Regions from separate parts of the Mus musculus genome. Here region 1 is linked to region 2. The links are chromatin contacts, called in public HiChIP or PLAC-seq maps. All regions are on one chromosome and are shown on one strand. The core of a region is the stretch at or near the end of the contact, and the rest is flanking DNA. Distances in the headings are between cores, read along the strand shown. Region 1 has its middle 40 kb from the start of Gm32998. Region 2 has its middle 24 kb from the start of Gm46567.

What was found. HiChIP or PLAC-seq counts read pairs in DNA pulled down with a chosen protein or histone mark.
Region 1: a contact with region 2 is called in a FOXA1 HiChIP or PLAC-seq map of pancreatic cancer cells. The contact joins two enhancer-like sites. A contact is called at or near these places in 1 of 15 datasets of contacts at CTCF or cohesin (the NIH/3T3 cell line), 2 of 484 Hi-C or Micro-C datasets (bone marrow-derived macrophages and liver), 6 of 115 datasets of contacts at active chromatin or transcription factors (bone marrow-derived dendritic cells, embryonic basal ganglia, embryonic stem cells and 2 more) and 1 of 9 other capture datasets (embryonic stem cells).

The regions. Positions count from the first base shown.
Region 1 is chr16:30,108,748-30,112,933 of GRCm38.p6, forward strand. No RefSeq gene overlaps it. Among named protein-coding and RNA genes, the nearest start is that of Gm32998, 40 kb to the left of the region's middle. Within about 2 kb of position 2,549, at least 15 of the 459 cell types and tissues checked have an H3K27ac peak or open chromatin away from gene starts, as enhancers often do. A contact at or near this core is called in pancreatic cancer cells, where this site is marked.
Region 2 is chr16:29,787,101-29,791,249 of GRCm38.p6, forward strand. No RefSeq gene overlaps it. Among named protein-coding and RNA genes, the nearest start is that of Gm46567, 24 kb to the right of the region's middle. Within about 2 kb of position 1,256, at least 32 of the 459 cell types and tissues checked have an H3K27ac peak or open chromatin away from gene starts, as enhancers often do. A contact at or near this core is called in pancreatic cancer cells, where this site is marked.

The DNA.
Region 1 (4,186 bases), core at 1,299-3,798, 320 kb after region 2:
ACTCTACTTTCTTGACTTCTGAAACTCAAAAGCCAAGATCTAACACAGATATTCTCTGCATTCTGCATTTATTATGTCCCTTACTGGAGGCAGATGTTATAAAATTTAGCCTTATTAGTTTCTAGGGCTAGTGAGTGTCACAAGGCATTTATTGCTGGTGGTATTATATAGAGTGGGGTGTCTCAGAGGAAAATAGTAACCAATCATGATTTAAACCCAGAGATGCAAGAACCTGAAAGATCACCTATAGAGGGGATTAAGACCATGGCTGCCTCATTCTTTGAAGACTCAATAATAAACTTTCAACAGGAAGAGACAAAAGAAGAATTTGGAGTAGGCAGGAGAGAACGAAACAGATATTAAAACATATCCAAAACAAACAGTGTGCTTTGCAAGGATGCAGTCATACTTGCATTACAAGAAACACATTCTAGAAGGACAAAGTCAGCCAGGTCATAAAGAATCTTATAGGAAGTACCTCACTGTTCACTGGAAACCCTCCAAAGGACACACTTCAACAGGGCACCGAGTCTGAGCTGTGCCTTAGAACAATCAACTTGTGATATTGTCTAGGGCACAGAGACTATGGTTCTGGTAGAGGGCACAGAAGAAACCCACCTGAGTTCCTTGTATGTGGCTTCCATCATTACCTGGTTTGTAAGTCTATTTCAGCTGTGGTCACTCCCTGAGCTTAAGACCTGTGTTTCAAGCTCCCCACGGGCATGCCCACCTTCATGTACCAAGAATTTTCTTTTTTGATTTAGTGCAATGCACCTGGAGTGGATCTCAGATCTCAGCATCCCTTCTCCACAAACCCACATCCTGTCTTAGCTCTCTGCCCACTAACTTCTCCTAGATGTACTGTAGGCTCTAGGACTGAAATGCCACTGCCCTGATTTCTCCTGGTCCACTCCTCTCCAACTTCATGGCCCCCCTCCACTCGCTCTATGCTTACCACCTTACATTCTCTTTTTATTCTCCAAGGTACTAGGTAGCATCCACGACTGAGCTACACCCATGGCCCTTTTTATGTTATTTTGAAACAGTCTCCATAAACGTTCCAAGTTGGCCTTAAGCTTTTAACCCTCTAACTCCAGTCTCCTCAGTATCTGAGATTATAGGGGTGGACCACTATGCCCAACTATCAGAAACTCTTGAATCTGCCTTCTCTTCCCTTCTATATGATGTGTCTTTCTTGTTTGTTTGTCTTGCACTACCTGCCATGTGGAAGGAACAGTGTGACACAGTTCCTGCTCCTGGAGCAGAGCTAGCAAGGGGTGGGCCCCCAGTTGTGCTGACAGTTGCTGTGGGTGTAGGGCTTGTTTGTATAATAATGTACATATTTTCATGTTCCTCCTTTGAGGAATGCTCTCTTTGTTAAAGTTAATGACTCCATGATAATTAGAAACAGCATGAGTCTGGGAGGTGAGAATGTGTTCCTCAGCAAAATGGTAAATGCTGTAAACTTTAAGATAGCCTGTAAGGCTGTGGGGAAGAACTCTGAAAACATGAGTTTACGAATGTATAATTTCTCAACTATGCAAAATATAAGAATGTAATATGAACTGTATGAGGGGGCTTCACGGACCTAAAAGAACAAAGGCAGCTGCACTAATGAGCCAGATTATCAGAAAGATACAAAGGCAGATTTCTGAGTTCAAGTTCAGCCTGGGACAGAACTATATGTCCAGGTGTAATGAGAATGGTGATCTCAGAGCCAGATCCCACCCAACTAACTTATTGTTTGTGCTTACAAAGACAGGCAGATCTCTGAGTTCATTTGCGACATTATAAAATATGTACTTGCTATCTCTTTCTAAGAATCTAGGGACTAAGGTTATAAAATGCTGATTTGTGGGATAATCAAAAGGGAACCTGGGTTAATGATTGAATTGATAAGTAAATAAAAGACTAGGCTTTGGTCTGCAAGAGCTCATCTATCTACGTAGCTGTCTGCAGAGCCAGCTCAAGCAGAACATGGAGCTGTCAGTTTGTACTCATGATTGACTTTGAGTTATTCTTTTGCTGCTCCAAACATCTCTTCCTCAGGAACCCTCTCCAAGCTGAGGTTGGTCCTTGGTAACTACACTAACGTTCCTCTTTTAGAGACTCCCCAAAGCCTGTTAATTGGTCTCCCTAAATTCAACTCTCTTTGGTATCTCCATCCTTGCAGCTTAGCCATCATCCCTTTTTAAACATCAAGTCTAATTATGATGTTCTGTCTTCTGGATGCCTCTTTGGTTACCCCACAGCCCACTTGATGGACCTAATCAGCAGGAAGCAGTCTAAAGATAATATTGCTCCCTTTCCCATCCCTGACTTTATTCAGGGATCTCTTTCCTTTCCTCTCTATCCTTTTCTCTCTCTTATCTACTGTTAAGGGGCTGGAAGGATGGGAAAGGGTAGAAGAAAGAAGAACCACAAAGTAGCAAAGACCAGCTACAGGGGGCTGAGCTTCCCACTTGGGAATTGTCTTGACAGCATAGTGGCTCAGATCATGTAGGAGCCACCTGCCTAGAGTATCCTGACACTTCTGACTAAGCAGGTAGTCATACCAGCTCTCTTCACCACTTGCCTGCTGGAAAGTTAGCACCAACTCAGAGATCTCCAATCACCATGGAGACTTGTAAATTTCCCTTAGTCCACAACCAGAAATGGCACCACAGGAAAGAGCTCCTGGAAAAAGGGTTCAGATAGGCTGTTCAGAATCTTTGTTTCCTGGCAAAGTCCCCCTTAAGCACAGGGTGTCCGAGTCTATTCCTATCACTTCATCCACATCTCAACTCTTTGGACAGTATTTGGTGACATCTTTCATGTGCCAGGCCCTGTGTTAAGAAGGCACAAGGCTGAATAAGACCCTATTCTGACATGGAGGTCTCATGATCAGTCTAGGAAAATGACACACAAAGAACACCAGTGGTGGGATGAGTGCCAAAAGAAAACATGCAGACAGTGAATTCACCACTGAAGGAAAGTATGAAAATAAATGGTTTGGCTTCCTCCATAAACCACAGACAATCAGCACTGAGTAGCACTCCATAGATTATCTGCTCTGACCCCTTCATCTGGCATGTGGGAGACAGAGAGGGGAAGAGGCCACATAGTTTTAAGACCTTGATTAATGTGTAACAAATTCCTTCTCTCTTCCTGACCGGTGACGTGTCTATATCTCCCAAATCATCTTTGGAAGTAGACAGAATGGAACTACTACACATATAAGAAATCTACTTGCTTTCCAGCTGAAAATACATAGGACAAAGCTAGTCAGTATTGGTAAATAACAATGATTGTTCCTCTCCAGACCCACTTCCGTTTACCTTGCCTATTTCTTTTTTTTTAAAAAAAGATTTATTTATTTATTTATTTAGTGTATGTGAGTACACTGTAGCTGTACAGATGGTTGTGAGCCTTCATATGGTTGTTAGGAATTAAATTTTTAGGACCTCTGCTCTCTCCCGTTGGCCCACTCACTCAGTCCCTTGCTTGCTCCGACCCAAAGATTTATTTATTATTATACATAAGTACACTGTAGCTGACTTCAGACACACCAGAAGGGGGCGTCAGATCTCATTAGGGGTGGTTGCTGGGATTTGAACTCAGGGCCTTCTGTAAGAACAGTCAGTGCTGTTATCCGCTGAGCCATCTTGCCAGCCCCTGCCTTGTCTATTTCAAAGTTGCTTCTTATCAAATACTTTTACAAAATCATATTTATTTATGTACTTGCATGTGTTTGTGGAGTGGGTGGGGCACACATGTGGAGGTCAGAGGATAACTTGTACAAATCAGGTTCTTCCTTTGCCATGTGGGTCCCAAAGAACAAGTGAGGGTAGTTAAACTTGGTTACGTCACCACTGCACTGTCTAATCAACTCTCCCATGGTCTTTTTAACCACTGTTCCATTCTTCAATGGTCCATTATACTAAGGTTGTTGCTATTCTTGATTCTTTTTTTTTCCCTATAGCTGCACATGATTTGGAATTTGGTTATTTTGCCACCCAGTGTCTCCATTTTGAGGGTCGAGTCTTTGGGTTCACATCTTTAGCAGGAGAGACTAAGTAGGAAGATGGTCCTGAAATGGAGCTGAGCACACGGGTACAACTTCCAGGAACCTAACCCACTAAACCGGGGAAAGGAACTGGCATGCCTGGAACTGTGGAGAGAAACAACCAGGGAGGGCTGGGACTGG
Region 2 (4,149 bases), core at 6-2,505:
ACTGAAGATCAGGATGGAGAGTCTATCCAGGAAGAACCCAGTGAGTAAAATATTTTGACACCGGAAGAGAATATCCTGACAGCGCTCCCTCCATCCGCAGTCACGGCTGTGGGACATGGAGGTGAGTAAGTATAGACATGGACCTGTAACATCAAAGGTGGAATATATAGGAAGGACCCTCCTCTTAGCTACAATTTCCTCACGTTCAGAGGGAGGCGTGCGACATTCTCTACCACCTCCCCTTTTTCTTGTAGTGTTCCTTAGCTCATGGTCTGCATCCTCAATGCATAAAAAAGTCCCTCTGAATCAGCCCGAGAGTGAGAGTGCTCTGCCCCACTCCAAGTCACACTGAGAGAGTGACTCCCAGGATCAATTAGCACAAGACAAAATTAGCTGGGTTCTACCTTTGGAAGAATTTGAAGCCATAGTAAACCAAAGACAGGCCACTTGGACTCCAGTTTCAGTCCCACCGTTAACGTAGTCTGGTAGCTTGCAGCATGCTATATCAGTGGGCCCCCATTTTCTCTCTGTAAGGTAATCTAAGATCATTTAATTTTTGAGAGTTCTGGCAACCCGGTCTTCTACCTGTTTTGCAAATAAAGTTTTAGTGATACATACCTTCAGCTATTTATTAAATATCACCTCTGGCTGCTTTTACGCCTCAATGGCAGAGTTGGGTAGCTGAGGCAGACAGCTGCTGTGTGGGCTAGAGCTGAAAATAGTTAATACCTGATCCTTAAAAGCAAAAGAGCTGGGTAACTACACCACCAGAGAGGCTGAGGCACGGGGAGAAGAGACTATTTGCCAAAACACCCTAAGGGAATCAGGGCAGAAAATGGAAATGTCTTCTTCTGATTTTTCTCTGCCAAAAGTTCTCCTGGCCCAAAGCTCACTATCTGAAGATCTGAGCTATGCCTGAGAGCCAGCTAGAAGACCAGGAGCCTGTCTCCTGGGAGAAGCCTGTGGTCTTGAGTAGAGCCTGAGGCTCCAGTGGTAGGGGCAGTCTGCCTGGGTTCTGTCTGGCTCAGGGTCAGCCTGCTGAGCTTCTGAGAGGAGCCAGCTGAGGCTCCTGACAGGCAATGGTTGAGCCTGGAGTCTGAGGAGAGCTGGCTCCCTAAGCCCTTTTAACCACAGGTCCCCCAGATCTAGGTAAACTTTCCTTGGCCTTTGAACTACAAGGGGACATTTCTTCTTGCCTCTGTACTCACTGGCTGTTTCCGCCTTCTGCCATTTATTAATCTCGCTGGTTAACCATTGAACCCAGCTCAGCCTCCTCTAGTTTCCAATCCTGTTCTCCCTGTTGGCTGCAGACAAGGGCCTGCACTAAACAAACCTAAGGTTCTTTTCTTTCTTTTCACAGCTGAAATCAACTGATAAAAGAGGTGGGGCTGGGGTGCAGTTTGCTAAAAAGACACTCCCTAAAGCCCTGGTGAGGAGGTGAGAAACCCTTTCCAAGGCAGGCCAGCTATGTTTAAAGAAATACATCACTGTAACACACACACACACACACACACACACACACACACACACACACATATACATACACACAGACACACACACACACACACTCATACATGCACACACACATACAGACATGCACACACTCACACAGCTTAATCAGAGTAGAGGCATAATTTAGAGAAGATGTCTATAATTTCTTCATCGTTGAATCAGATTGCTTGTCTCTAAACACAAATGCCATTTGAGTTTAGCTTCCCCAGTTAAAGATGCATGCTTTAGAGGGGGAGCATGCCAATTGTCGTAGTGGTAGGGAGCTGGAGGGAAGGGGAAGGGGAAAGGGAAGGGGAGAGGGGAAGGGGAAGGGGAAGGGGAAGGGGAGAGGGGAAGGGGAAGGGGAAGGGGAAGGGGAAGGGAAAGGGGAGAGGGGGACCAAGAAGGGCCTTCTGAGCACAGGGTTTGGGGGCTTGACATCAGCCACACCCTAGTTTCCTTTAGAGTATTAGAACTCTCTAGAACACCAGCTCTGTGAGGACCAGCATTTTATTTATCTACTGCTACATCCCTAGCACCAAGCCTAGTGCCCAGCAAGAGGTAGGTACTTAAATATCTGTTAAATGCATGGGTGACAGGATGCAAATTAGTGGCCTGGTCACTAGTCCCAATCTTTTGGGAAGATGGACATTTCACATGTTCATTGGCTCCCCTTCTGATGAATCCGGAAGCCCTGGCCCAGTTAGGACAAAATTCACAAAGGACAAGGGGGAGGACCCCCCTGAACCATTAACACAGTTCCAGGGACCTAAGTGTTTGTCTATCAAAAAACTCAGAGACAGTGCCCAGCACAGCCCCTTTCTGTGGCTGTCTGCCTACCATTGAAAGGGACAGATTTCCACCGTGGACATTTCTACTCTAATGACTCCCACTGCTGTGAGCAGTAATGTGTGCTGGGCAACTCATCTGTGTTTGTCTTTAATGCCCATGATAGCCTTGCTGTGTGGTGTGAGCCCTTTTATAGCTTAGGAAAAGAGCTGCAAGTGAACTTGCCAAGGTTGGAGAGCATAGCTTGGCCTGTCTTATCTTTGGCTGACGACAGAGACTGTACCTTGTCTATCACGTATACTTCTAGTTCTACGTACAATGCTAGAATTGGCTGTTGCCCTAACTCAAGACTGCATAGTTACTCTTTCAGTTACTCCTTCTGCTTCTAACCAGCTCCAGAGCCTGGGGGACCCACTTCTCTCTTGGCCTCAGTTTCCATATTCTCAAATCCAGAGACCTGAACAAAATTACTTTGAAAAATCTCCCATGGTTGAGTCTGTAAGAGGCGACTTTATTTTCTCAGAGGTCGCAACTTAAGTTTGCTTTGGAAATTTTAACAAGAAGAAAACCATTTATTGAAAGCAGCTCAAAATATCTCTTGCTTTCTCTGCTTAGGGACACTCTTGAACACCCTGCTAAGGCCTGGCTCTGCTCCTTTTAAAAAGAACTGACCTGTAATAGGGTTCTGGACTCAAGTGGGCACCAGCACCAGCCTGTAACCTCTCACTGCAGTTTCTCTCTAGTTCAGAATGCTTCTAATGTGGTGGTAAAAGCAGCTGGTCCCTTCCAGTGGAAGTTCCTGGCCTCAGGCAGCCTCTGGTGGAACCCATAGACCTGTTGGCTCCTGAAGTTAATTCCATTGTGATGAGATGGTGGGAAAGGGTGGCTTTGGAGAGGCAAGGAGCCTGGAGAGCCAGCAGTGCTGAAGGTGGGTTGGACTCTTAACTCAATCCTTGTTGCCCAATGGGGAAATGTGAAAACGTCAGGATTCTCAGCACTAGCTGGGACACCGCTTCTGGTTTCCAGACGCTTCTGCAGCAGAGACCACAATGAAGAAGGACAGACATCTAATCTACCTGGTGGAGACCCACCTGGGAGTCTCCAAGTTTCTTTACCTGGGGCCCTATAAAGGGAGCCTCTGACCAAGCCTGAGCCCCCTAGCTGGTGGTAGAGCTGGCACTCACATTGGAAACTAACTAAGCAGCTGCCTGGATGTCCGATGAGGGCATTAGGAAAAGAAAAGGTTGTAGTTTGTGCTGGTCCAAAGGACCAAAATCTGGAGCAGTTGTTTGAACATTTGGCCACTTTATTTAGGCAACCTTGAGGACAGACCATACTAAGATCAAGACCATTAGTGATGTCCCTGCCTTGCCCTGAATCCTGTGTGTATATGTGCATGTGCACACAAGAGAGCATGCCCCCTAATAATAAATAAGTAAAATGTAATTAACTTATTTTTTTTAGACAAGTTCTTAATGTGTACCTATGGCTGTCCTAGAACTTGCTATGTAGACCGTACTGGCCTTGAACTTAAAGATATCTGTTTCCTGCTGTCTCTCAAGTGAGTGCTGGCATTAAAGGCACTATGAAGAGAGGGGGCTTCTGGGAAGTGATTAGGATGTGAGGGCCTGGCAGCCAGTAATGGGATTAGTAAATCTAGAACGCTCTGGAGGGACCCTGTTTGCTCCCTCTGCCAGGCGAGGACACAGGAAGAAGGTACCATCTAGGAGGTCTGATGGATCCTTAATCTCAGATTTCCTCACCTCAAGAACCATGAACAAGACATCCCTCTGTTTATAAATTCCTCAGTGAAATACTTGGTTCTAGCCACTTGAATGGACTGACACTGGCTACGAATGTACAAGACCA